7 separate regions of the Mus musculus genome follow, and all the other regions are linked to region 2. The links are chromatin contacts, called in public ChIA-PET, Micro-C and promoter capture Hi-C maps. All regions are on one chromosome and are shown on one strand. The core of a region is the stretch at or near the end of the contact, and the rest is flanking DNA. Distances in the headings are between cores, read along the strand shown.

Region 1 (4,015 bases), core at 1,016-3,515, 840 kb after region 2:
AGCTGTCCTTGTACTTCCACACAGCTGCCCCAACATACACAGAACGAGTGGCTATTATATACTCAGAATATTAAATATAAAAGAGTGCAACTCTCAGTTTTAAGTACAGGGATGGCTTTAAAAAATATCAATGAGCTCTGGTCACAGAATTTAGTAATCTCAGAGGTGAATTAAATTCTAAAGTCTACAAGCGATTTCTTTTAAAGAGGAAAGGGCTGAGCAGATTCCAGGTTATCTTCTATTTTGAGGTCAACAGAGGGTAACAAATGGCGAGGAAATACTCTTTGCGGATGATGGAAATGTTGTAGGTCTGAAAGGAAAGGTATCCTCGCAGTTGGGAGGCACAAAGTCACACAGTACAACAAACCTCACACAAGGGATTTATTGGGAGAGAAAACCGCAGGACTGCTGCCTCTGCTCAGGTGAGAAAACAGCCCCTGACTGAGCTGAAGGCAGGCCTTCCATAGGATTTCTTAGGGGGCGGAGCTGTCCAGTTTTCCAGGCTGAGGACTGTTGGGATTTCAAGTCCAGAGTTTGGTATTTTCAGGGATTGGTGAATTTTTCTGCTCAGGGATTTGTTGGTTTTCATGCTCAGGAACTGGTTTCTGTGACAAGCCAGGGACTAATGAGACTTCCTTTTCAGGGGGTGGCGGGATTTTTTTTTTTTTTCTTGTAGGGCACTTTCTTGGCCACTTTCATAGCTCAGGTTGCGAATGAATGACTGCAGTAGCCCTTAGAAGATGACCTTTAGGGCTGTTAGGGAAGTCTGGGTGCGGGGCCTGACTGCTTTGTGTTCAGCCAGCTGAGAGCTGTGGCTTTCCTGCCTTGAGGGTTTATAAAGTATATAAAGTTTACAAATAGAGTACACCACAGGGAATCCTTTCCTTGTGGCTTGAGTTGGCCTAGATAGCCAACAATTGGACCTTCCAAGTGTGTCAGTATGTTAATTTTGTCTGGAGGCAACATTTCAAAAGTTGTTTTTCTGAGTAAGCTAATGCCCAGAATTTATTTTGGTGTGCGTTTAAACTTCCAAACGAATTTGAAAACAGCAATACTCAAATGTGTACCAGTTCAAAGATTTTCTTTTTATTAAAAAAAAAAATCAAATTCAAATCCTAAATCATTATTTTAATGTCTAAGCAGAAAATGCAGTTGTGAAGAGCAGCTGTTACACCTCAAAAGCCTTTCACTGTTCCTAGTAAAACGATTAAATGAAGAGGCTTTACATTTTAGTTCCAAAAACTAATAATATTGCTTCTCTAGTTAAAACAGATGTGCCTTTTGAAAGTTTCCTATAATGGGCCGTGAAGATCTGTCAGGGTTCAAGTCTTGTCAATAGCTGCATTCAACTAAATAACTTTTTTTCTCTTTTCACATTTATCTAATCGCAATTGCTCTTTGAATGCACGTTATTTACACATCAAAGACAAAAGACGTCGTGTATTTAGAAATATTGGACATTTAAGCTTATCATTTTAATAAAAAAAATTAACTTTCCTTCAGAACTAAGTATACATTACTCATCATTTCAAGACTATTTCTGAAGGATATGGAAATACGTCTGAAGGCCATGGACATACGAAGAAATGAAGTCTTGTTCTTATGAAATACTCGAATGAATTCCACATCTAAACCGCTAACAGACACAAGATCATGTTTTAATTACCTCAATAGCTATTTTTAATCGTCAAGTAAGGACTGGGTGAATTTAGTATCAGAAAAAGTTGCATGGCAGGCAGTCTTCCTTACACTACGGAGACATAACAGCTACAAGTTTAAGGGCTTAAGGATGATTCCGAGTTCTTTCGGCAACAAAGAAAGCTTTTCTTTCTTTCTTTCTTTTTAACAAAGAAAACCGCCAGTCCTGGGTTCCTTTCTTTGTCGCGCAGTTAACGGTGGCGGGGTGGAGGGGGACAGTGTGATGAGTCCGGAACTCCAAAGCCTTAGACGACGAGTCTCGCAGGAACATCGAGAAATGGGCACAGAGGACCTGGTGGACACAGCAGGCCTGGCGGGGTGACCTGCCCCGCCCGATATAACTCCACGCGCCACCGAACCGCATCCCTGGCCTCACACCCATCAGATTGCTGCCTCCGCTGCCGCAGCGAGCGTATTAAAGGCCCGCCCCTGGAAGTGATTGACGGGCAGTTTCCTCCAATGGCTAGTGCGCTCGGCACCGGCGGGCTGGGAGAGGGCCGCGGCTCGCGGAGGAATTCCACTTGCCCTTTAGTCCCGGGCAAGGTGTTGCGGCCGGCGCCATTTTCTGAGCCGCCTGTTTCGGGTGCCGCCATGTTGGTGAGGAGAAATCACCGTTACGGCCACTGTCCAAATCCCCGCGTCGCTGCACGCCGCCCGCCGGCTCCCACGCCTCAGCCTCCGGCGGCGAATACAGACTAGAGCGGCAGCGCCGGCAGCGCGGGGCCGTTGCCCAGTCTTTGCAGTTAGAGCCCCATCTCTCTGGCGTTGGTTGTTAATAGACTGGAAAGTCTGTGTCTGTGTCGCTCACTAGTAACCGTGAGTTTTTACCACTTCGTCACCTGTCGGCGGCGGCCGGGGACAGGGTTGCCCGCAGGCGGCGCAGGGGTCCTCCCCGCGCCCCGCTGCCGCCGCCACCGCCGCCGCCGGCCTCCAGACCTGCCCTCCAGCCCCGCCCCGTTCTTGACCAAACATGACAGACTCTGAACATGCAGGGCACGACAGGTCGGGAACCCTTCTTGTCTGTCTTTCTGTCGGATGAGAGGAGGGGTCGGGGCGGCGGGAGCGGGCCGGGGCCGGGCGCCTCCTGCATGACTTAGACGTCTCTGTGTGGCTCCATCGGTTCCGTGACGCGCACCTTCGTCCACCGCCGCTGCCTGCCGGCCGCCGCGGGGGAGGCCGAAGCGGCCGCGCCCGCCTCCCGGAGCCGGGGTCGCCGTCGCTCTCGCCGCCCCGCCCCCGCCGGGCACGTGCGAGCCCCCCGCCCCTGGCCCGGCTCAGTCGTCGGCGCCACGCGGGCGGCGGCGCGGCTGCGGCCGCTGCCCGCCAGGCCAGTGACCGGCGTTGGCAGCCCCGTTGGAACCGGCCCCAAAAGCTCAGTAGTAGGCCTAGTGGATGTTTGCCTCCGACCCGAGTCTACCTCTGAAAATAAACATGTTTAGTTTTTTTTTTTTTTTTTTTTTTTTTTTTTTTGGAGGGGGTTGGGGAGTCTCTTTCCCTCCCATCCCCCACTCCCAGGCCATGTGTCTGCCGCAGTCCTATAACCTCCAGGAAAGTGAAATGGCAGTTTTTCATATTAAATACGTTAACACAAGTAGACTGCAGAGTTTTAGCTTTACCTGATTTCCTAGGTGCTAAATAAATATTTGACTATTTAGCTGAGATTCTCATTTTCCAGTTTTAGTTTTGTTGTGCTCTGAGAGGCACATTCTTAGCACCATTCAAAGGTTTGGTGGCATTTACAGAATATACTCTTGACATTGATAAACAAATTTTTAAAGGTGTCAGAGGAGGACTTTTATTAAAACTCCTGGTGCCAAATCTCATTCAGCTGATTCCTACTTAGAATATTGACTTGAAAGTGGACATCCTCACATTGCTTTGTGAATAGTCTCAGATACATTGTGTTCTAGTGTGGCCCATAAGACTTAAGAATTCCTGATAAATATCATATGCTTTTGATAAAGCATTACACTCACCTTCCTTCCCTAAATACAAAGGAAGCAAAACAAAACAACAACAACAAAAACCAACAAAAATCATTGAAATTTTAAATGCCAAAATATATGGCAACCTTGAAAGGGATTTAAAAAAATCCTAAGAACTTCACTAATGTAATGATAATTCTCTAGAAAGACATCAATGAAGCATGTAGCAAGGTTTAGATAGTAAAAAGTGCTCTTACATAAGTGCAGAAGCTTGCACTGGACATTTTTAATGATTTTTTAAAAAAGATGATACCTTTGTAGTTTCAGTGCTGTCAAATGGACCTAAGGACTCTTGTGTGATAGGCAAGTACTCTAACACTTGGCTACACTCA
Region 2 (3,840 bases), core at 585-3,084:
GACCTAAAAAAGAGCACATAGCCCAACCCGTTGCTTTCCCCAGTGCCTGTATATTTTCTTTTAGCATGTCCAGGGTTGCAGAATCGGAAGACTCCAGAGCAGCCTGCTCCTACAAAGAAACACCAGCGCTTCCCCACCCCCACCTCCCACCCCTGTATGGTTCTTTTCTAGTCCAAGTATGAGGCGCCTAGCTCCACGCTGAGGGCGCAGAATACTTGCTGCTGGCTTTGGACTCCCAGAGTAGCAGTAGCAGATTGGGCTGCATGGGTGGGATGCCGAGTGGCCAAGGCACAGTACTGCTTCACAGACCTTGGTCAGGACAGACCTGGATCGGCGGTGTACTTGACTTCATCCACGCCCTTGCCCTGTGCGCTCTTGTAGCGATCACCCCTGACCTCCAGCAGGAGCAAGGCTTTGCCTTGAACACCCCAGCTTCCCTGGGAACCAATGGCTTCTTTGATCTCACTCAGGATTCACTTGAGAAGCTAGACTTTAGCATGGGGCTGTGCTGTGTCACCGTGACGTTAGATCCGCATACAAACACCAAAATGACCAAGATGGCCCAACATTGATTGGGACGGCAGGTCGCAACACTTGTTCTGCAAGAAAAGGCTACGTCCTACTTACTGCCAGCCTGGATGCAGGTTGGGTAGCCCATTAATAGAGTTTCCTTAATCTCGTGTGGGGAGTGGGACGTTCCATTTCCAGAGCAGCTTTTTTGGGCCGCCGCTATGAGAGAAGGGGCTGGGGGTGGGGATGCACATGGCGCCATTGACTTCCAGACTTCTGTTGGAATCACAAAGGCCTCAGGAAGATCAAGGGATTTTTTTTTCGACCCCCTTATGGTTTTCCCAGCTCGGCCTGAACTCCGCTGCTCCATGGTCGCCAGCATCGGCGGACCGATGGATAGACAGTTCCTGGCGTACACTGTGAGCCCCAAACATTTCGAGGCTCCCAACACCGCTCATGGCACAACCGTCTTTCCTTGGTAGCCCCCCTCCTTTTCCTTGTAGTTATTCTTTTCCAGCTAACTTTCTCATTCCCCTATTTTATATGCTTGTCGTGCCCGCCCATCGCTCCCTGAAGCTTCCCGCTTCTCTTGTCTCTCAACTGTCCTTCTCACCACCACCTCTGCCTCTTAAGTAACTGGGCACTAGGGAAACAAACATATAAACCACAACAACAACAACAGCACACACACACAAACACAACACTAAGGAGAGCCTAAAGGAGGACAGAAGGCAGAAGGCGGCGGCGACGAAGAATCTCGCTTGAGGCGCAGACGAAGAGGGGTGAGCATCTTGCTGATCTGAGTCCCCCGGAGGTCAGGAATTCTAGGAAAGGACAGTCAAAGGCCAGTGCCCATCCTTGCACCAATCTAATCCTCATGGTTTGGGGCTGAGAAGCTGTGCAAAGCAAGGGCGGAGGGACGCCTTCTGAGGCTTCCAACTGGCGCCCGCGGCCGGGCTGGACACAGAGCAGTGTACCCTGAGCGCCCCCTAAGTTCCGCTCTGCGAGGTGGCCGCCACGGGCGGACGGGGAGGGGCGGGTACATTCTGAGTGGAGGATGGGCGAGCATGCAGCTGCCCGCAGGCCAAGACACTAGGGTAAACACGCCGGGGTGGGCGGCGCACGCAAACTGCAGGACAGCCGGCGGGGCCACCCTCCCCACTACCTGTCGCAGCCTGCACGCGCCAGCGGCCTGGGGGCCGTGGGGGGTGGGGCTTACCTTCCGGCTTGCCGGGGGCCGGACTAAACGGGGGCGGAGCCCGCGGTGATTGGGCGCGGGGGCGGGGGCTCAACTACCGCAGAGTCTCAAGAGCAGGCTGCTTTCACTTCGCTCCCCGCAGGCACTGGGTCACCAGCTGGTTGGAGCTCTGCGGTCCTTGCCATCGTCGCCGTCACCGGATTCCTGCAGCCGCTCTGCGAGCTGTGTTCCACTTGGATTCACACCACCTCCGCTGCTCCCGCCGCCACCGCCTCGGCGCCCTTCCCCTGGCCCTCGTCCACCCAATGTCTGACTCTGATTCTCGGACTGAGAAACGCAAGGTAAACACTCCGCGACTCCCGGGGCGCAGGCTGGGGATGGATAGAAGACAGGCGCCGCAGCGGCTTCATCTGTCTCTGGTGTCGCACGTGCGGGTGGAGGCACTGGTTTGTCCCGCGTGGCTGCAGGAGGCGAACGCTGGGAGTCGGGTCGAGGTCGCTGCGTGCCAAGGCACTTTTGGGGAAGGGTTGTCGGCACTGAAGCTGCGGGCACTTAGCCGAAGACTGGGTTGGGACGCAATGCCGCACGAGGGGCCGCTGAGGCATCTCTCGCGGGCAAGGAGGGCGCGTGGTCTCGGCTTGGAGCCGAGGTCCCGCTTCGTGGTGCCGGTAGTGCGTCCAGCCGGGAAGCGTCGCGGCGACCCAGACGGCCCGGGAGAAGTAGCCGCGCGGTAGCGGCGGGCGGGTAGACTTAACTCTTCGCTGACGCGGGTTCATTGCGGAGGTTTGAGTATTAAAATCACACGCGCCCAGACTTTGCTTGTACCCATTCAAGTCAGTTTGGCCATAGTGGTCAATTTCCTTTCCGGATGTCCCTGGCGGCCCGGTTCCTTTTGCGACCGTCCTGTGGATATTGAGGAACACCGTATCTACAGGAGACAAGAAACCCCGTAACCCCCCTAGGACCACTTAGGCTACGCGTATTCCAAGCCCCAGCTAGCCGACTACTCCTAGCCCGATTGCACCGGGACCCAGTCGCATAGGCTGGCGGACCCCTGAGCTCGCAAGCCTATTGCCCACGGGGCAGGCACTGCTTGAGGAAGGCTAACTGAACAGTGGGGGCAGAGGTCTGGATGTGCATGCCCGAGACCCGAGATGGTCGTTCATATTTGGTTCGTGTCGGTAGCACTCGGTAGCACATGGGGACACAGCAGGTGAAGTTGCTGAGAAGTTCTTCAGGGGACTGCGGAGGCATTAGGGACTTGGCTCGGAATGGCCTGGAGTGCGATCGTGGCCTCGCGGATCTCCGAGGGGTGCGTGTCTCGCTTTGTCTCTAATGTCCCGCTGCCCTGGCGGCGGGAATTCCCGCAAAGCGCGCGCCGTCCCGGCCTGGCCCAGGGGTGGGGCGGGGCGCAAAGCGAAGCTGCCCGGCCCCCTAAGTTCCAGCCGGAGCTGCGGTGGCCGGCACAGTCTGAGCGGCGCTGGGCGGCGAGTTTGTCAACAATCGCCTTGCCTTCGGCTGCCTGACCCGTAGGCGCCGCCCCCACCGCCTCTGCCCATTGGTTACGATGGGGAGCGACTGCGCGCGGGCCAATGGGGGAGCACTGGCAGCCGGCGCCAGGGGCGCAGGGCTGGCGGTGCCCGCGCGGCGGCGGGAGCTGCGCGCTAGGGGCGGAGCGGGAGGAGGCGGAGGATGATCCCGGCGGCGGCCGGTGCAGCGCGGGCCAGAGGCGCGGCGCGCGAAACCTTCGGCTCCCCGGCGGAGCGTGGCGGAGGGCGGACGGGCAGGCGCGGGGCCCTGGAGCCCAGGACCCGGCTTTGTTTCCCTTGCCTCCTCGGTGGCGACGTGCAGGGGTCGTTCGATCGGCGCAACACGCCGCGCTCGGAAGGGAAGGGGCGGACGTGAGTCTCGGCATGGTGGCCCGGGGAGGGAAAGAGTCAGCCTTGCGCCGGGTATTGCCAAGAACGCGCAGCTAGGTGTGGAACTTTCAAAGGGATGTCTCTTAAGGCCCTCTTTGGAAGTGTGCACATTCCGGCAAGGTTGCACCCGAGAGAAGTGGTTTAGTGTTTGGGGTGGCGCGCAGGGCAGGCAGCAGGAGGGACCTTGCGGCCGAGGGCGCTCGACCCGGGCGG
Region 3 (3,900 bases), core at 34-2,533, 790 kb before region 2:
CATTCTGTATCCCCCACAAGCCCCAAGTTCCCCAAATCAAGAGGAAAGGCATAATATTTTGCTCGAGCACCTATATACCTACCATACCTTATGTTAGGGGTCCCCACAGGTTCTAGCCACAGGCCTCCAAGAAACAAAGGATCTGCAGGGATGCTGGAAGGGTCTTAGTAAAGGCAGAGGATTGGCTCAGGGCAATAAAGATTTGGGAGGCTGGGTTCTGAACACTGTCCCCACCCGCCTGCTTCAGTTCAGCCACCTACCAACTTTCTCGCCCCCAACGCAGGAGTGTCCCGGGGGGCCCACGTGCAGCTGGGCCTCACCACATCCGGGAGGGGGGGGCGGGCAGGCACTTGAGTGGGGGAGCACAGAATGGCTGTGAGTTACCCAGTTTTTCATTCTTACAGTTTGGTGTGGGACCAGGGCCTGTCCCAGAGGGGTTTGTAGCTCCTAAGGGGTCGGAAGGGAACAGGTTCTGTGAATAGTCCTTCTTCCCCTGAAATTCCCGCCAGGCCTGGCTATGCCCTGGGAGAGCCCAGCATCGTCAACAGAGTTCCTCTTTAGCCCTGGCCTGTGGCATGGGAACTACTTCTTTTTAGGCTCTTGGGGGTTTCCCTGGGCCCCTGGGGAAAGAAACTGTCCCAGTCATAAGAGGAAACTCGTCACAGGCCCCTGCGCCCCTTCCCCATTAAAGCCCCTCCCACCCCACCCCACCCCCGCCCCTGCCCCAGGGCTTTGGCTTTCCAGGACTCCTCCACCTGGGCCTGGGCCTGACATGGGAGAATAGGACAATTTCCTGACGGTTGGTGTCTTTCCTAATAGTGTATCATTATGGGTAGCAACAGGTAATTTGTCCATTTTTGCTATCGAAATTCCTAGAATGAAAACCCTGGGAGAAAATGGGAAAAGTGAGGAAGCTGAAGACCTGAGTAACTCAAAGGCTCGGTGCAGCTGAGAGCTGAGTTCCTAAGCACTTAGTGGCTTGAAGCCTGGCAAAGAGTGGGGAGCACTGGGGCATATACACTGGAGAGACGTGGGTGGGGCCTCTAGACTCCAGGCCGACACTTGTCACGGTCTGGTTCCCAGTTTCTTCCCCCGCGTGTCCCTCCCCCTGATGCCCCGCCCCACCCACCCCCTGTCCGCTCAGGGAGCCCCGGGGGCGGCCCAGCCAGAGTCCCACGTGAAGCCGCGGGGGCGGGCACCGGCGCCTTCCTGCTCTACCCTTGTATGGTGACCCGAGGGGCCAGCCCTCGAGTATTTAAGCCCGGGCTCGACGAAGAGCCCCCAGAACCGTCAGCTCCCGCCACACAGACACCGCGCCGCCGGAGCCGAGGGAGAGGACATCCGGAAGCAGGAGGCTTTGCGATGCCGATCGCCATGGGGCTGGAGACGGCGTGCGAGCTAGAGTGCGCGGCGCTGGGCGCGCTGCTGCGGGAGCCGCGGGAGGCCGAGCGCACGCTGCTGCTCGACTGCCGCCCGTTCCTGGCCTTCTGCCGGAGCCACGTGCGCGCCGCGCGACCGGTGCCCTGGAACGCGCTGCTGCGGCGGCGTGCGCGCGGCACCCCCGCCGCTGCCCTCGCCTGTCTGTTGCCCGACCGCGCACTCCGGGCGCGCCTGGGCCGCGGGGAGCTGGCCCGTGCCGTGGTGCTGGATGAAAGCAGCGCGTCTGTGGCCGAGCTCCCGCCGGACGGCCCCGCTCACCTGCTGCTAGCCGCACTGCAGCACGAGATGCGCGGGGGACCCACGACCGTGTGCTTCTTGCGAGGTGAGCCCGCGCCCCGCGCCCTGCGCCCTTCGCCCCTTCTCCCATGTTCCGCGCCCCGCGCTCTTAGCCCCTTGTCCCACGTTCCGTGCCCCGTTCCCGACCTCTTGGCTAATCATACCCTTTCTTGTCTTTCCCACAGGCGGTTTCAAAAGCTTCCAGACGTACTGTCCGGATCTGTGCTCTGAAGCTCCTGCCCAGGCCCTGCCTCCTGCTGGGGCCGAAAATAGCAACTCTGACCCGAGGGTTCCGATCTATGACCAGGTGAGTTGATATTCGAATTTGTTGTCTTCATTGTGCATTCTAGAGGGATGCCTCTGGAGAACGCCAGTGGGGAAAGACAGGGGTGTGTTCCAATATACATTCCCAGATGTGGAGAGTGTTTGTGTGACCTGCAAATGGTGTGAACGTGTATATATCCTCATACAGACTTTAAGGCATATGTGGCACAAAGTGTCTGAACATATGTCCCCTTGTGGCCTCAAGACTTTTAATTCTGTCCTTGGTCAGAAGGCCTAGAGCTTCTCTTGTTTCTAGCCAATCCAAGATGTCTGGATCAAGCCCTCCAGCACAAGGCTGAGTGAGGTCTCACCACCGTCCCCTTCCTCCTCCAGGGTGGTCCTGTGGAAATCTTGCCCTACCTGTACTTGGGCAGCTGCAACCACTCCTCAGATCTTCAGGGCCTGCAGGCCTGCGGCATCACAGCAGTTCTCAATGTCTCTGCCAGCTGCCCCAACCACTTTGAGGGTCTTTTCCATTACAAGAGCATTCCAGTAGAAGATAACCAGATGGTGGAGATAAGTGCCTGGTTCCAGGAGGCTATCAGCTTCATAGGTAGGGGAGCCTCAGCCCAGGGTTCTGTGGGAACTGTAGGGGAGAAGGTACAGGCACCTGATTCCTCTGTCCACCTTCCTGTCTGACTCTCGGCTCCACATTTCTTTTTCAGACTCGGTGAAGAATAGTGGGGGCCGGGTGCTGGTGCACTGCCAAGCTGGCATCTCTCGCTCAGCCACCATCTGCCTGGCATACCTGATTCAGAGCCACCGGGTACGGCTGGACGAGGCCTTTGACTTTGTTAAGCAACGTCGGGGAGTCATCTCCCCCAACTTCAGTTTCATGGGGCAGCTGCTACAGCTGGAGACCCAGGTGCTGTGTCACTGAGGCAAAGCCCAGCCTGGCCCCACCCACAGCTCTGGCTTTGACTGACTCCTGGGGGAAGCTGCTGTGGCCCAGCTCCTCCCTCCTCATCTTGCCGTCCCACTGGGGTGCTAGGAAATCCAGGATGACGGCTGCTCTGATATGGTGCTCTTCTGAGGTGGCATAAGGGCTGGCCCTTATTTGCTCTCCCTCCTTCGACTTGCAGAAATTAATTTAATTAATTAATTTACTATATTAAAGCCCTTGGTCACCCAAGGGCTCAGAAAACAAGCTGTGACAAGCAGAAACCATGTCTAGGGGTGTGCAGCCCTTGACCCAAAGCTTAAGCCTTGTGCTCCCAGGGGAGCCAGGAAGTGACGTGTGTGTCATGTTACGGACATCTGACTTTTGTGTGTGTGTGTGTGGGCATCTCGCTGTAATTGGTGCTGAAAAGTTATTTGTGTTCAACTGACATTTAACGCTCTCTCCCCAACTTCCTCCCGGCCCTGTGGGCCAGGGAGGGGCGTTGGAAACAGCACTTTATATTTATATAGAACATTGAGGTTGTGTCAATAAAAACAGTGTTTTGTTTAAAAAAGAGCAGTACCACATTGTCTGGTCTCAAGTCTGTGCCTGCGATGGCTGAGTGGTCTGCCTTGGCCTGGGCTGGCCTGGGCTGGCCTGGGCTGGCCTGGGCTGGCCTGGGCTGGGCTCTTTCCCATACAGGTTCTAGCCTGTGGTTGAACTGGGAGGGTTAGGAAGGCCGAGGTCGGCCTCAGCCTCACAGCGGCTCTGTGCATCCCTGATCAGACCCCACATTTACCTAGTGTGTGGTGTGCAGGTATGTGTTGACTGAGGGCATTTAGATCAGAGGGCACTGGCTCCCTGGATGAAGGGTGCATAACCTACCCCTGGCGCCCATTTTCTCTGCTCTGGGTAAAGCACTCAAGAGCTAGGGTTGTTCTGAGCCTTCCTCAGGAATTGTATCAGTTTTTTTTTTTTAA
Region 4 (4,157 bases), core at 1,548-4,047, 820 kb after region 2:
ACCACTATGCCCTGTTGCTACTTCTTAATCTCCTCGGCTGGCTCTTCACTTTGCAACTCTCAACAGAGCCAGTCCTCGCCTTTCCTTTTTCTAAGCTTTCATCCTCTGTGATATCCTTCAATCCTCCAGCTTCTAATATCATCTTATACAGCTAATTCCAATATCCTTGTCTCCAAATCCAAGCCCTTAACAACCAAACAGCCAACTTCCCATTCAACTGATTTACCTGGATACCCACCATGAAAACCACCTTTCAGTAAGACTCTTCCTTAACTATCTTCTTTACCACACAATCCTTATTATTCCACAAATACCTCCTAACTCCTCACCCACGTTTTCATTTCCTCCATGGCTTTCATTATCATCTAAACTTCGTATCTGTGGTCCACCTCAATAATACACAATTCATGACCACCTGCATTTCTCTGTATTTTATTCATTTACTTTTCTATCACCATGGCCCTGAATGACGTGTCTTCTGCCAGTAGAGGTTGTTTTAAATAAATGAATATTCCTATCAGGAACAAAGTCACCCCTGCTTCAAGCTGGAGACATGGCTTAGTAGTTAAGGGCACTGGCTGCTCTTCCAGAGGACCTAGCTTGATTTCCATCACCTATTTGGTGACTAACAACCACAGGTAAGATTACTTTCCTCTTCTGGCCTCCAAGGACAATGGACACACCTGGTGCAGACAAAACATTCATACATATAAAATAAATTAAACAACAACAACAAAAAAAAACCAAAACATGTTTTAGTGCACTGAAAAAAAGTTTACAGGCAAAATCAAAAGACAAACTAAGAGAAAAATACAGAAATCTAAAACCTTGAAAAAGACCTAAAGGCAAAGTGAAAAGCAGGCATACAAACACACACCTTACTTTCAGACCCGTTTTCACCTATCTTTTGGCCAATCCAAGTATCCCTTACATATTTCAGCCAAACTTTAGTAAGTGGGTATATTGTTTTATACATGTTTGAAGTGTTAACTATTTTTTTAACCTTACTCAGTTCTCATACATGTTAAAAATTATAATTCATTTCTCTTGTTGTTCTTACATGTTATCACCTGCAAGTAATGTGTCCATTTCTTCACAGTATCAACAGGACTTAATTTCCATGAATGATTCTGCTTTAGAAGCTGGGTGATGAACTCATATGTAATGAAGTAACTTGAGCACCTTAATCCTCTATGCCTCAATTTTCTCATCTGTAATGTGAGACCATCACTTTCTTCTTAAGGTTGATGTGAAACTTTTAGTTTCACATTAGGGTTGGCGAGATGGCTCAGCAGGTAAGAGCGCTGACTGCTCTTCCAAAGGTCCTGAGTTCAAATCCCAGCAACCACATAGTGGCTCATAACCACCCGTAAAGAGATCTGACGCCCTCTTCTGGTACGTCTAAAGTCAGCTACAGTGTACTTATGTATAATAATAAATAAATCTTTGGACCGGAGCAAGCAGGGACTGATGGAGCAGGGCCAACTGGATTGAGAGGGGTTGACCAGAGCGAGCAGAGGTCCTTAAAAAAAATTCAATTCCCAACAACCACATGAAGGCTCTCAACCATCTGTACAGCTATAGTGTACTCACATACATAAAACAAATAAATCTTTTTTAAAAAAAGTTTCACATTAATTACACAGCAAAGCTATGGTAGCCCAATTAGGCTAACAGTTTCCACTAAGGTATTTGAGACTGAGCAGTGAACATATACATATATCCTTTCCCCTTGAAACAGTGTTTCCCCTATGTAGCTGAGGTTGGCTTGGAACCTGCTATTTAGACCAGGCTGGTCCCAGTCTCCCAAGATCTGCCTGCCTTTCAAATGCTGAGATTAATAGGCCCAGCCCAACACTGTAATGTTATCTTAATGAGGGTGGAAAAAAACTCGTGAAGGATGTGTCAAGGGTTCCACTGAGGAAAGAGAGAACATAGAAGACAAGGATTTAGGAGAGATGGAGTTTGAGGGCATTATCAACTCAAAAAACTAAAAAGTGGGCCGGGCAGTGGTGGCACATGTCTTTAATCCCATACTTGGGAGGCAGGGTCAGTCGGGTTTCTGAGTGAGTTCCAGGACAGCCAGGACTACACAGAGAAACCCTGTCTCGAAAAATTAAAACCAAAAAAAAAAAACCAAAAAAAAAAACCAAAAACCAAAAAAACCTAAAAAGTGAGTGGGTATCTGCACAGAAATCCCGCACTCTGACTAAGTACGAGATTAACAACACGCTTTTCCAAATTAACAGAAAAACTAAGCCGAAATGATGCTTGCTGCTTTATTCTGGGAGTTCTGGTTCAGGATCACTGGCAGAGCAGTCTATGTATCCTTCAACTCTCGAGGTGCCGGCAAAGCCACCTCGGAGGTGACTGACAGCAAACACGTTAAGCGCACGTGCAAGGGGAGCAGCCGGCCCCTGGGGGCAGATTCAGAGGCTGGGGCCTCCTCCCGCCGCCCGGCCACTGCCCTCGCCCGCAGTCCCTACTCTGACTTCCACCCCACTTCCCCTTCCGACCTCCCCGCTCCGGTCCCGGCCCACGCGCCAGCCAGGGCTCGCCGGTTTCCAGGAGCGAGGGGGCGGAGCCCAAGCGGTGCCCTGCAAAGGACCAGAACGTGGGGATCACCTTTCCTCAGGGTCGGCGGCCGGTTTTTTGCCGAGGGCCGGATTGGGGGGCTTTGAAAAGAGATTTTCAAAATCCATAACTCAGACAGGGACCGTTCCTCTCCACGCCGAGCAGGTACTGAACAACCAGCGAAGCGGAGGCTACAGTCGCGCCAAGGGCCACACGCTCCGCCCAGCGCACGCGCACGCGCTCGCGCTCATGTTGCTTGGGCGCGACTCCGCGCGACCTGGCCAGCCCTACCACGCATGCGCAGTTCTCACCGTTGGTGGGGAGGCTTTCGGTGCCTGAGCTGCGCACGCGCAACTCTCTGTACTTATGTCCGATTCGTTCCTTAGTGCAGCACTACAATGTCGTTAAAAAATTAAAATAATCTTTAGGATTCTTCTTTAGAAAGCTGTGCTATTTTTATATGTACGAGAGAGAGACAGAGAGAATGAGTGCAGATGCCCGCGGAGGCCAGTTATTGTAACCCACCTGACATGAGTGTTGGGAACAGAACGCAAGACCTTTATGTTTTAACTATTGAGCCATATATCTCTTCCAGCCCCTTTAAAATTGACAGGTGACCAAGCAAAATTAATTGCACAAAAAGGAACCTAGACGATCTCTTCTGAGTAAACACATAAATATATTTAAAGCAGGCAAATTCAATAGAAAGTACTAAGTATTAAGACTATTTGGGGGTGGGGGGGTGGGGGGGTGCAGTCTTAGAGACCTGCAGATGAAGATGCAAAACTCTCAGTTCCTGCTGCACCATGCCTACCTGGATGATGCCATGCTCATTCCTTCATGATAATGGACTGAACCTTTGAATCTGTAAGCCGGCCCCAATGAAATGTTGTCCTTATAAGAGTTGCCTTGGTCATGATGTCTGTTCACAGCAGTAAAACCCTAAATAAAATGGAAGCTGGTAGCCGGGCGTGGTGGCGCACGCCTTTAATCCCAGCACTTGGGAGGCAGAGGCAGGTGGATTTCTGAGTTCCAGGCCAGCCTGGTCTACAAAGTGAGTTCCAGGACAGCCAGAGCTATACAGAGAAACCCTGTCTCGAAAAACCAAGAAAAAAAAAAATGGAAGCTGGTACCAGGGATAGGTCTGACCATGCTTTTGTTTGGAAGAATGTTGATTTCAGGACTTTGGATTTGGAAAGCGGTGGAATGTTTTAAATGGGGCTTAATGGACCATCCTAGTAGGAATATGGAAGACTTGCTGAGAATAACTGTGCAGACCAGGCCCAAGAGGTTTCAGAGAAGAATTTTCAGTTTGTGGCATAGAGACTGTTTTTGTGGTATTTTGGTGAAGAATGTGGCTGCTTTTTGCCCTTGTCTGAGAGTCTATGTGGGGCTAAGGTAAATATATATATTAATTGCATTGACAAAGGAAGTCTCAAAAAAGCCCAACATAGACTTTGTTCTCTGGTTAAATCTCATGAAGAGGTTTTTTTTTTTTTTTGAATAAGTGTAGCAGGCTTTGAAAGGAAAAATACAAAATATGTGGTTGACATTAAAGGGGCACCAGGAAGTGAAATGGAACT
Region 5 (3,652 bases), core at 725-3,224, 680 kb before region 2:
TAAGGTGTGCAGGACTAGGACTCAGCCCCAAGTTAGGCAAATGGCTATTGCTAGAAATGGCTTCCCAGCTACCTCATGCAACTTTTAAAAATACTTGGTCCTGTTGCCTTTTGAGTTAAACACTTTCTTCTGCTCACATGCTCAAGCTAGAACCCCAGCCAGCTTGGCTTAGGAGCTACCCTCCATCACCTCTAGTAGGTACCAGTTTCTGCTGCTGGTGAACAGGGAGACTCAGGGCACCAAGAGCCCAGATACTTGGCTTCACACATTGCTTAGCTATCTCCCTGGGTTCAGTAGCAATGTCTGTCTCTTTAACTACTGAGCCTACACTGTTGCTGCTGTGTATGGAACACAGGCTTGCACTGCCTCTGTCCACTGAACAGATGGAAGGTGCAAGGGACTTGACTTTTCACTTCTTGGAAAAGCCTAGTGATGATCAACTTTGGGACGTGGCCCATGTCTTCCTTCTTCAGATCCAGACCTCTTGGATACCATTGAAAAGGTTCAGGGCCTGCTATGAGTTCCAGGCTCCACCCAAAGTTAAGCTTCATTATCGTGCTGCCTTTGTTTTTAATGGTACAGGTGCCGGCCTGGAAGGCACATGCTAGCTTGAGCTATTCCCCAGATAATCTGCACTCTATATCCTCACTCATTCCCTTTCTTTGTCTTAATCTAGGTCTGGTCTTCATTCCCTGTCAGAGTCCTCTCCCTTCTGGATAGCTTTCTTTTAAAACCAGTGTGGGGCTAGGAAGACAGCATGGCTGGTAAAATGTTTCCACTGAAAGCCTGAAGATCAGTTAAATCCCCAGAACCCACATAAAAAAGTTTGTACACAGTGGTCTATGCTTGTAATCCCAGTGCCGGATAGGTGGAGACAGGTAGATTCCTGGGGCTTGCTAGCCAGCCAGTCTAGCCTAATTGTTGAGTTTCAGGCCAATGAAAAACTCTGTCTCAAAGACTAAAGTACGCGTACGCGCACACGCACACGCACACACACACACACACACACACACACACGTCTTTATACTAAAAATGAGAGAGACTGCTAGACGTAGCTCCGTCAGTTCAGGGCTCTTGGTCCTCACCTGGTTGAGCCAACCTACCCTGTTCAGGATCACCAGAGTGCCAGCTTGCAAGTCTGGCCAGAAAACCAAAGGCTTTCCATCTCCTGCTCTGTCGTTTTACACAAGTACCGCCATGCCACAGTCCAAAGGCTGGTCCAGCATATGTGACCAGTCACACCATACACTAAAACAGTACTGTCCCAGGGAAAGCCAAGTGTCTCACTTGTGAGGTCTACTATAATTCTCTTGACGGTGGCTTGGCAGGTGCTGCTGGTCCAGTTTTACAGATGAACAAGCCAAGGCTTGGATAGGGTAAGAGGGGTTTGGTTTGCCTAAGGTTCAAGGGTCTTACAGCTAAAAGAAAATTGGCATTTGAATCCATGTCTAGATGACATTGAAGTTCTTAATTCAAAAGCAAGATACTTCTCAAGCAAGATAATCTAGTTTCAATCCTGCCTACTCCTCTCAGGTCCTAACTGCTACCAGCCCATGGTCATGGCCGTGGAGGTAAGGCAGAACACCTGCTCTCTGATAACTCTAAGCCCCGCTGATGATGAATCTGTGACGGGCGCTCACAGGTTATTTCATTCTCTCGAATCACTATGACTCGCAGCACAAAGGTCCCTTAGCAAACAGCACAGCAATGGGCAGCTTGAGGCGCTGCGCCGTGCGTGTGACCCTGCTGATCTGGGAACCGAGGTCAGCCACTCGGCTCCCAACGTCCGGTTCAACTCCCTCTGAGTTGGCCTAGCCTCAGTTTACCTGGTCGTTGCAGCCGGACTTGTCCGGCTTCCTGCGCTGTCAGCGGACGCCTGCGGAGCCGCAGGACAAGAGGGGAGGGCGGAGAAGCCACAGCCAGTACCGCTGCAAGCACTTAACTCTTCTCCAAGGAATATAGGGACCGCCCCTTCGCAGTCGCGATATGGTGACGTCACGAAGCTGTCGCCACCAGGAGGACACCTGCTTCCTCCCGGAAGTCCGCCCTCCTGCTGTTAGGTACTTCTTTTAGCCACAGAACTTCCAGCAGGTGCCTAGTGTGTGCATTTGGGGAGACCGTGGCTGGCTCCAGGGTGACCCTGGGATACCCAGGCTCGGAGAGAGCGCATCCGACCTTTGAGCTTCTAATTCTGGCCAGGCGCTGCTTCTGGGCCAGGCACCTACTCATAGTTGTCCAGGAAGCACTCTGGTAGACAGTAACAAGTAGTTTTGTGCTCTAATGTTGACCCACCAAGGACAGGGATGTCTATATGTGTTGTATTCGTGGAGAAAACATAAAGGCTAGGAGTGATTTTGCCCATGATGGCTCCTGAGCCAGTAAGGGCTCGTCCAACCACTTATTTAGTTGTCTTGGCAGGTATGAAGCGATTCTGAAGGCAAAAGACACTTGTGTCCTTCCTTCAGCTACTGGGCTTTCCCCCATGAATCTTGTGTGCTGGGGGAAAGAAAAGACTGAAGCTTGTGTGTGCCAGCTAGAGGAGGAGTTTTGTCACCCAGTAAGCTATATCACAGATTTGGCAACTGGTCAGACTATCTTGTGGGATAGACTGGAACTGAGATAATGGTGGATCAATAACCGGCAAGACCACACCTTGACCAAGACTGCTTAGTTATGTACACCACTTGCTTTCTATTTGAGAATCTGAACCTCATGTCGGGACTCCAAAGATGGACTTTGGGGAGTCACTGAACCTTTTCCCCTTTCCTTTCTTGTCTTTTCTCTTTTCTTTCCAGTGTGACCACATTGGCAAAGTCGTAGCCAGCTTTTCACCATTTTTTCTTTAATGCACACAGTGAAGACAGATGGTGGCCTGTCTACTTTTTAGGCTTGTCAGGGCTCACCAACTTCACCTACTTGTAGCAGCACCCTGTTCTTCACGAACCTTATTTTAGGGGGAAAAGGGTGTGTGTGGGGTGATGGGCAAGTCCAGGCAGCAGGCATTCGGGTGGAAACATCCTCTACAACCACACCCCGAGTCCTCTGGCCTATGAAAATGTAAAGGGGACTCTGAGAAGGAGCCTCCTAAGTGAATCAAGGTCCAGACAGAGCATCCGAGGCTTCCATTGCCCCAGGAAGAAGCACAGGCTTTTATTAGATTCCTCTTATTTTTTCCCAGTGAGGCTTTTTTTTTTTTTTTTTTTTTTTTTTTTTTTTTTTTGGTTTTGGTTTTTTGAGACAGGGTTTCTCTGTGTAGCCCTGGCTGTCCTGGAACTCACTCTGTAGACCAGGCTGGCCTCGAACTCAGAAATCCGCCTGCCTCTGCCTCCTGAGTGCTGGGATTAAAGGCATGCACCACCACACCTGACTTCTTTTTTCTTTTAACACCAATGTTTTCAATCCTAGAAAAAGACCAGGGCTTTCCTTCCTGTGTGATTTTGTTTTTCTTCTTCATAGTTCATGATGTCAGCTGAGGTTGACAGCACAATGAAACCAAACCGATGTGACAGGAGCAGGCGATTTTGCTATGCTCTAGGTCTTGGAGCTGCACATCAAACCTGGGACTCATCACTCCATGGTTGCTTAGCCTGCTTGTGGGGTTGACAACATTCTTCCTAGCTCTGATATCAACGATTACAAATTCTCAGGTAAA
Region 6 (3,802 bases), core at 1,300-3,799, 600 kb before region 2:
TATGGTGGCAGACACCTGTAATCCCTCCCCTCAGGAGGCAGAGGCAGGGGATCAGAAGTTCAAGGTCATCCTATGGTCCCTAGCAAAGCCTGCTTGGGCTATGAGAAACAGAAAAGGAAGAGAATGGGGGGAGGGGGGGACGACTTCAGGTTCTTTCCTTTTCATGTCTGGATCCACAGCCAAGCAAGGGGAAGTAGGGGCTAATGCAGTCAGGGTCATGACTGGGGCAGAGTCCCTAGTGCCATTGAGTGACAGGCTAAGAAGGCACAAATAGTCTCCAGTCAAACCTCCTTGGCTGCCTGGTTAAAGGCACACCTCTGTCCCCTGGAGTCTGCGCCTATCACTCTCCACCGGACACCCTCACCTAGAGCTTGGTGTCTGTGCTGCAGAAGGCAAGACCGCTCAGATCCAGTCTCAACACTGCATGCAGTTCAGGACCCACCTCTGTTCCTCACCTATAGAGTAAGAACAACACCAAGTCCTGGGTGCGCTGCATGAGGATAACGGTTTAGGAGGGGAGGTCCTGTCTGTGCTCAGTTACCGCTTCTGCAAACAGGGCAAATTAAGGTCAGACTTGCAAGAAGCTGGGGAGGCTCCCAGAGCCAAACTGACCCAGTGTCCACTTTACCACCTCTGAATCTGGATGCTGCTGGCTCTCTCCTCCCAACACAGGGTTTGGCCAGGAGGCCTGGCATTGTGGTCAGTGCCCACTCTGCAGGGCCAAATGAAAGCTACTAAAGGGACGGCTAGGGTATGGTGAGAAGGCAGGGACAGAACTGGGTCAGCTAGTGACTGTGACAAGTGTGGCCATCTCCCAGCCTATGTTAGTTGCTGTCCGTCCTGCTACCTCCATAATCTCCTACTGGTAGGGGACAGTAGGGACTTTATCCAGCTCCACTGTCACTGTGGTGCTGGCTTCCATCTTGGGCCAAGCTACACATGGAAATCCAGGGGGCAGCCATAAGCCTAATGAGTTCCATGAGTGCCCAGGAGCCAATGGTGGGCACAGTGGAGGCCACAATGGCCAATAGAACAGCCAAGTGGACTATGGGACTCTGACCTCACACTCTGCTCATCTGGTAGGGGAGTAGTGGTTAAGGACCCAGGAAGAATTCTGGGAATTAGAGCCACCAGAGATGGGTAAAGGGAAGGGGGCTATGCTATCCCCTGCTGATGGACAGTGCCAGCTGTGTGCAGGTCTATGCACACATGGCTGTAGAACTCCCTGTATCTGTGGACACACAGAGTCACGTTGCTGGGCTCTGTGAGGGAGGGGTACAGTCATAGGGTATCTGTGTGTCCAATGTCTGTAGATGCACACAGCTTCACCTATCATCTGAGTGTGGATGTGAGTCTGGGACAGAGAGCTGTTTATGCTTCTGCTGTGCCAGTCCAGAGCTTTCTAGAGACAGGTGTGACAAGAGAGAAAGTACCTTTCAAGGTACCCTGCCCTTGTGCTCAAAGGGCTTTGTTCCATCTGCAGATCCTTCATGGTATTCTGGGAACTGGACCAGAGGACAGGGATAGTAACCTGGACTCTGGGGCAGAATGGCCTGAAATCAGTCTCCAGCCCTCTCTGGGCTGCTTGCCCTCATTGGGAGTGGGGCAGGAAGACATCTTTTGGGAAGAAAGACTGTAAGATGCCAGCCCAATATCTATTTTTTTTTTTAAATAAGACCTTGATTTCCTTATTTGGGGCATTCAACCGGACCTGGATCTGATCCTTTCTCCCCCTAAGCAAGATTACCCTGGACTTGTGTGCGGCATCCAGGTCAGACTTTCTGAGGGTCGGTGCTAAGCTGGAGCACACCTTTTGTTTTTTTTTTAATTTTTTTTTTGTCTCTCTTCTTCCCCTCACCTGGCTACTATTTCTTGAACTTTGTACCGGGTGCCTCTTTGCCTCCCCTCTCTCTCCATCCCCCAACAGCTCCACAGAGGCAGAGATGTTTGTGATTTTATTAGGGGTCTCATAGTGCTTTAAGAAGAAGGGGGGGTCTTCATTCATTCATTGATGGATTACTTGAAAGCTTTGCCCGTTGGCTTGCCCACACACATAAGACATCCTTTTCCATGCTCCTGTGTCTCACTAAGATCTATGAGGCTAGGGTCAGGGTCAGCTACCCCAGCCCCTGCCCCAAGGACCTAACTGAACAGGACCAGCCATGGAGCTAATTTCAAGCTTCTCTTCTGTCCACAGACACCCAGAGCCTCTTCCATCCAAAGGCCACGGGATTCCAGCCTCCCAGGCAGGAATGCTCTGAACAATTACTTTCCCTTATATGGATTAGCGAGAGTAGGGGCCAAGGACCACTGTGAAAATACTCTCTAGTCAAGACCAACATCAGAGCCCCACCTTCCCCAAGTCCAGGCAAGTCCTCAGCCCCTCAGCGCCTACCTTGGTCCTCTGCATCTCTGCTGCTGAAAGGGACCGTCACTAATCTTCCCGCTTTGCAGCCCGAGCAAGCCAGACTGCTTGGTCCGGCTGGCAGCTGCCTCATGTTTGCTTGGACCCAGACGCAATTGTCACTGGAGGTTTCTCTCCCGCCCCCTGCCCACTCCTTCCACCCTCCCTTCCTTCCGAGTCTTAGCTCCACCTCTCTTCCTCTGCCTCTTCCCTCCCCCTCTTATCTCCCCCCTCCTTCGCCTCCATCCTGACAACCTCCAGTTTCTCTTTTTCCTGTGCTCCTAGTCCTGGCCTCTCAGCCTATCTGGCCCCCAACCCCCCTTGCTTAGTTAGGCTCAGGGTCTGTCCCTGGTTCTCATCTCCCTCTAGTACAGGGTCTGTTCCTACCCTTCCCAGTCACAGGGATAGAAGGGAGGGTACTCCACCACCAGTCCCTGCGCAGGACAGAGAGGAGCCCTTGGGATTACGTCACTAAGGTAACACCTGGGGTCCTAACACCTCTTGTTGCTCTCCCCTATCTGTTAGTCACCTCTGTGCGACCCCTCATAGGCCTTGCTGTATGAAAACCTTCCAAGCTGGAGCGAGCACTTCACACTTTCCCAGTTTCACTGTCCTTTGACTTGAGGTTGGGACCAAATTCAGGCATTCAGAGCAACCACGGGACCTCCCCTAGATCTCCTGGCGTGGGACCTGGGGATGGAGAAGGGATCGAGGGTCCTGACCGTCCTCGGGAAGGCTCCTTCCTGCCCTGTGGGAGACAAGCTCTTGGGCATTTTCTAATGCCCAAGGGAATCCACCAGGAGCCAGGTACGGAGACCAGCGCCAAGTTTCCCTTTTTGGCGCCCGGAGGAGCCTGCCAGTGCCAGTAGTTCCCATGGAAACAGAGCCTGAGCCATCCCCTCTTTCCCAGAAAGCCCAGGAGCACTTGCTTGCCCTTCCTACCCTGTCCCACCCCCTTTTTATTGAGTCAGCCAATTAGCGGCAGCTGCTAGACCCTCCCCGGGCAAAACCCTGGGGCTGTTGATCCCGAGGCAGGAAAGCTGTCCCCAGAGGGGAGGGGACAGTTCTGCCATCTGCACAGCAGGACTTCACTCCGGGCAAGAGACTCTCCCACAGAGGGCTCTCTGGGAAAGAGGACGACAAGGGTCCCAGAGGCTCCGGGGTCAGTGCCAATCTTCCAAACTGACTTGGCATTAGGCAAATTCCCATAAGGCCTTGGAGTGGCATAGTGGGCTTAGAAGAAAAGGGTCATTATCCCAGTCTATGTTAATGATGGCAAAACTCAGGAAAGCTGAGTCTTTACCTATCCAACAAAGCAGTATATCCAGACTGTGTTCACTCAGAGCCAGTTCTGGAGGAACTCTCTACCCACCAGTTACATGTCCACGATTCAGGAAT
Region 7 (3,661 bases), core at 1,133-3,632, 690 kb after region 2:
GCCTCTATTGGGGGCTTGTCGCAGCTCCTAGGGTCTACAATGTCCTCCCCAGGCTTCGAATGTGTCTGAGGCTCTTGGATAGAGATACCAATCCTTCCGGATAAGGGCCCACCCTGAAGATCTTATCTCACTCTCTTTCTCTATTCACATTTGATGAGCTGGAGATTAGAACCTTACCGCATGAATTTCAAGAACGCTAACCTATTGCCATTTATGATCCTTTCCTGATGAACTGGAGTCTTACTCCAGAGACTGCTTCTAGAAGCATCTAAATTAAAGAAATCTCTAAAATATAAGGATTAAAAAAAAGCTATAGGCTTTTTAAATTAAAAATATGTTTTAGATTTACTTATTTATGTGTATGAGTATTTGGCCTGTATGTGTTGTGGACCAGTGAGATCAGAAGAGGGCAACAGATGCCCTGGGACTGGAGCAGAGGTTGTGAGTTGCCATATGGGTACTGGGAATGGAACCCGAGTCCTCTGCAGGAGTGGCCAGTGTCTCCAGACTCTTTTATATCTACACCCCAGGATGTGACCAGTGTCCCCTGTTCCATTAGCTCTTTCTGTGGTGCTGATTGAACCAGGGTCAGGGTATATTGGGCAAATACTACATCCACCCCCTGCTGATGGCCCTTTGCTGTGTTAGGTTTGATTGATTTTACCCTGGCCCCTGGCTGAGTGTTGTGGATGGAGGAGATAACAAATACAGCCTAACTAACTCAAGGAAGCAATGCTAGTGCCACTCTTCCTTGGAAATGAAATTACCCTAGAATAAGAAGCATCTAATTAACAAAAGTAATTACTCTTTTTTTTTTTTGTGGCGGCTCGTGCCTTTATTTTATTTTATTTTTTTAAAGATTTATTTATTTATTATATGTAAGTACACTGTAGCTATCTTCAGACACTCCAGAAGAGGGCGTCAGATCTCATTATGGATGGTTGTGAGCCACCATGTGGTTGCTGGGATTTGAACTCTGGACCTTCAGAAGAGCAGTCGGGTGCTCTTAACCACTAAGCCATCTCGCCAGCCCATAATTACTCTTTTAAAATGTTAATTACATTTTACTTATGTATTGAGTGGGAAGTATTTGGGGGTTAAAGAACAACATTCCAGAGTCTGTTTCTGGGACCTTGTGGGTAGTCAGCTTTGGCAGCAAGTGCCTTTAACCTCAGGACCATCTCAATATTCCATTTGCTCTTCAATAAGGTAAACTCCCTGTTTAGTCTATTACTCGGAGATCGATACCTCTGTGAGATATTTAATGAGCCGTAAGATACAGTTCTGAATTGATTACTGGTTTAATGGTCTCTATTAAAGGTACTCCTTGTAGTGTGGAATGTTGCTAGCAGAGGAAGCTGGTGACCAGGGCGATATTAGAACTTTCTAGAGATCCATTCCTCTCGATTTTACTGTGAACTTAAATGTGCTTGAAAAATAGTTAACTATTTTAAAATAAGGAAATTAGAGGTATAAACAGTAACTCCTACTGAATCTAATCGGGACTAAAAAAACACCTTCAGGAAAGATTCAAATTCATATAAAACATCAATTTCCTAGTGCCACCTACTGGTGAGACCTGACTATTGCTCTCGAAACAATTTTTTCCCCTTAGTTGACAAGTATTTTGTTTTGCTTTTAGACAAGCTTGTGCAGCTCACGCTGGTCTCACGCTTGCTATGTGGCTATAGGCTGTCTTTGAATTCCCACGATCCTCCTACCTCCACCTCCCAAGTACTAGGATCTTCATTTCTGCAACTTGTCATTAGAGTGCCCCATTATCCTCGGGGCCCTGCTCTGCAAGCTGACCTTTCAACTGCGTTGCAGCCAGGTCTTTCCTTTCTAGTTTCCCTTAAGGCCCTGCCTCTTTTTCCTCCCCCTCCTCTCCCTGTTCTTTTCCCCGCCTCCATCTTTCTACACACAACCTTCCCCTTAAAGCAGCTTCTAGTTCCGCCCAGGTTCGGCCCTTTTAATCTTGTAGTCCCGCCTCCACACTTTGGTTCCGCCTTCCCTTCTCCCGGGAAGGCCCCGCCTCCCTACCACGCCCCGTGCCCATAGTCCCGCCCCAATTAAGGTCTTGGCCCCGCCTCCACTCCCGGCCCCACCTTCTCAGCCCCGCCTCCACCCGGCCCCACCTCCCAGGCCCCGCCCCCTCCGTGGGCGGGTTTCCCTCTGGACTCTCTTCCCTTCCCTCCACACTTCCTCGGTTCCTTCCAGGCCTGGCCCTGAAGCCCTGCTCCAGGTTTGAGCCTATTTCCTCTAACAGCGCCTATCCGCTTCAGCCCAAGACCCCCTCCGCATTCACGCCCGTGCTCTCGTTCCCCTCGTGGGCACGCCCCTTCAGGGGCGGAGCTGAGCCAGGTGCGGCCCCGGGGCGTGGCCGGGTTCCGGGAGCGCAGGTGCGGCGTCCGCGTCAAGATGGCTGCCGCCTGTCGGTCTGAGGCTGGCCTCCTTCCCAGCCTCCTCTGCCGCCGGCCCGCCGGGGCCCAGCTGCTGCGAGTTGCCCTGTGTCTCCTGTGCTGGGTCCCGGCGGCTGTGGACGCAGTCCCCGAGCTCGGGCTTTGGACGAGGACGGTCAATGACGTAAGTGCTCTGTAGGGACTGAGGCGTGGCGCTTCTTAGGCTCCAGGGCCCTGGCTGGATAGCTCCGCCTGCGGACCAGTCTGGCCTTGGGCACATTCACTAGGGCTCTCTGGGACCAGCGGTGGGTCCTCTGACGCGCTTCTTGAGCCTTTTGTCTAGAGTGGGCTCTGGGAAGGGAGCGTCCCCCTCCTCTGCCTAGGCTTCTGGGAAGAGCGGTCCCACTGTGCTTTCCTAAGACGGCTTCCCTTTCCAAATGTTGTTGCTGCTCGCGAGGCTCTCCACCCGCCTCTCACTGTCCTGACACGGTGTCTCTAGATCTTGCTTTTGTTTCTTCAGTTCAGAGCCCCAATCTCTGCATTCCCAGCGGCATCGCTGGGACCGAATACTTCGGCTAGGTTACTACTACTGGGGCCACATCCACAAGGCCACAAGGTTTGTCTAGCCTTTCTGTTAGAGCATAAATTGAGTGTGCTCTACAGTCGTGCATAAAGTCACCTCGCCTCTCTTATTTTTCTTGAGTTTCTGTATATTCCTTAGTGTTCATGACTTCTGCGCGTGTCTGTGGAACAGGGTGTTTGCTTAAGAGTGTTTAAAGGGCGAGTCTGATGGATGAAAACTTCCGTAACTGGGCAGGCCGTTAGAGAACTTGACGTCCTGTATGGTTAAGAGATGATGTGGGAAGAAGGCAGAGACCAAATTGTGCAAAGTCTTGCAAAAGAGACAGGATATCGGGAAGCGGCCTTGTCTTGAGTCCAGAGTCAGATGACTCGCCCAGATCTGCTTGGGATGTGTGGAAACAGCGTCTAAGTTCTAAAGGTGACATTTATATTTATATTCCTTCAACCAAAAGTAGTATCAGAAGGTGCACATACTTCCAAACACAAAACTGCAGAGGCTCAAGTGTAGGCTTCATTCTGTGGCCCGGCTCAGTGTATTCATTGCGTTTGAGATTCTTCTGAGTAGGTGCCCAGTATTTTTTTTTTTTTTTTTTTTTTTTTTTAGCTGTCATATGCTTTGTTCAGGCTGAGTTTATTTCCTGTGTAGCTCAGGCTGGTAGTGTCAGCAGCCTTTTTTTGCA

What was found. Promoter capture Hi-C pulls out the DNA fragments that hold promoters and counts their contacts. Hi-C and Micro-C count contacts between places; a contact is called where the count stands out from the background. ChIA-PET counts read pairs in DNA pulled down with a chosen protein or histone mark.
Region 1: a Micro-C map of embryonic stem cells shows a contact between it and region 2, with 3 times the contacts expected there. The contact joins the promoter of Zc3h6 here to the promoter of Bcl2l11 in region 2. A contact is called at or near these places in 2 of 39 promoter capture datasets (cranial neural crest and liver), 3 of 484 Hi-C or Micro-C datasets (embryonic stem cells and uterus) and 3 of 115 datasets of contacts at active chromatin or transcription factors (embryonic stem cells, extraembryonic endoderm stem cells and fibro-adipogenic progenitors).
Region 3: an RNA polymerase II ChIA-PET map of memory CD8 T cells shows a contact between it and region 2, with 39 read pairs. The contact joins the promoter of Dusp2 here to the promoter of Bcl2l11 in region 2. A contact is called at or near these places in 2 of 39 promoter capture datasets (liver and pre-B cells) and 1 of 115 datasets of contacts at active chromatin or transcription factors (memory CD8 T cells).
Region 4: a contact with region 2 is called in a promoter capture Hi-C map of liver, with 1.9 times the contacts expected there. The contact joins the promoter of Zc3h8 here to the promoter of Bcl2l11 in region 2. A contact is called at or near these places in 2 of 39 promoter capture datasets (liver and pre-B cells) and 1 of 115 datasets of contacts at active chromatin or transcription factors (astrocytes).
Region 5: a promoter capture Hi-C map of liver shows a contact between it and region 2, with 3 times the contacts expected there. The contact joins the promoter of Fahd2a here to the promoter of Bcl2l11 in region 2. A contact is called at or near these places in 5 of 39 promoter capture datasets (cranial neural crest, frontonasal cranial neural crest, liver and 1 more).
Region 6: a promoter capture Hi-C map of liver shows a contact between it and region 2, with 2.9 times the contacts expected there. The contact joins the promoter of Kcnip3 here to the promoter of Bcl2l11 in region 2. A contact is called at or near these places in 3 of 39 promoter capture datasets (the 3T3-L1 cell line and liver) and 1 of 115 datasets of contacts at active chromatin or transcription factors (pancreatic cancer cells).
Region 7: a Micro-C map of embryonic stem cells shows a contact between it and region 2, with 7 times the contacts expected there. The contact joins the promoter of Tmem87b here to the promoter of Bcl2l11 in region 2. A contact is called at or near these places in 8 of 39 promoter capture datasets (the 3T3-L1 cell line, 3T3-L1-derived adipocytes, the HPC-7 cell line and 4 more), 7 of 484 Hi-C or Micro-C datasets (embryonic stem cells, erythroblasts, myocytes and 1 more), 1 of 115 datasets of contacts at active chromatin or transcription factors (extraembryonic endoderm stem cells) and 2 of 9 other capture datasets (adipose tissue and liver).

Annotation. Positions count from the first base shown.
Region 1 is chr2:128,965,137-128,969,151 of GRCm38.p6, forward strand. It overlaps Zc3h6 (zinc finger CCCH type containing 6), which reads left to right and starts at 2,266. Exons shown (of 12, transcript NM_178404.3): 1 at 2,266-2,700. The coding sequence starts at 2,669.
Region 2 is chr2:128,124,204-128,128,043 of GRCm38.p6, forward strand. It overlaps Bcl2l11 (BCL2-like 11 (apoptosis facilitator)), which reads left to right and starts at 1,835. Exons shown (of 4, transcript NM_207680.2): 1 at 1,835-2,049. It also overlaps a transcript of Acoxl not described here.
Region 3 is chr2:127,334,876-127,338,775 of GRCm38.p6, forward strand. Dusp2 (dual specificity phosphatase 2) reads left to right here and starts at 1,284. Exons shown (of 4, transcript NM_010090.2): 1 at 1,284-1,762; 2 at 1,902-2,023; 3 at 2,374-2,593; 4 at 2,706-3,502. The coding sequence starts at 1,363. The coding sequence ends at 2,920. It overlaps Gm46762 (a long non-coding RNA gene), which reads right to left and starts at 676. Exons shown (of 3, transcript XR_003953899.1): 1 at 1-676. It also overlaps a transcript of Astl not described here.
Region 4 is chr2:128,941,223-128,945,379 of GRCm38.p6, forward strand. Zc3h8 (zinc finger CCCH type containing 8) reads right to left here and starts at 2,798. Exons shown (of 9, transcript NM_020594.2): 1 at 2,626-2,798. The coding sequence starts at 2,702.
Region 5 is chr2:127,442,591-127,446,242 of GRCm38.p6, forward strand. Fahd2a (fumarylacetoacetate hydrolase domain containing 2A) reads right to left here and starts at 1,975. Exons shown (of 8, transcript NM_029629.2): 1 at 1,827-1,975.
Region 6 is chr2:127,518,843-127,522,644 of GRCm38.p6, forward strand. Kcnip3 (Kv channel interacting protein 3, calsenilin) reads right to left here and starts at 2,550. Exons shown (of 9, transcript NM_019789.4): 1 at 2,396-2,550. The coding sequence starts at 2,410. All of the region lies in intron 2 of Gm35478 (a long non-coding RNA gene), which reads left to right.
Region 7 is chr2:128,815,921-128,819,581 of GRCm38.p6, forward strand. It overlaps Tmem87b (transmembrane protein 87B), which reads left to right and starts at 2,383. Exons shown (of 19, transcript NM_001355629.1): 1 at 2,383-2,583. The coding sequence starts at 2,419.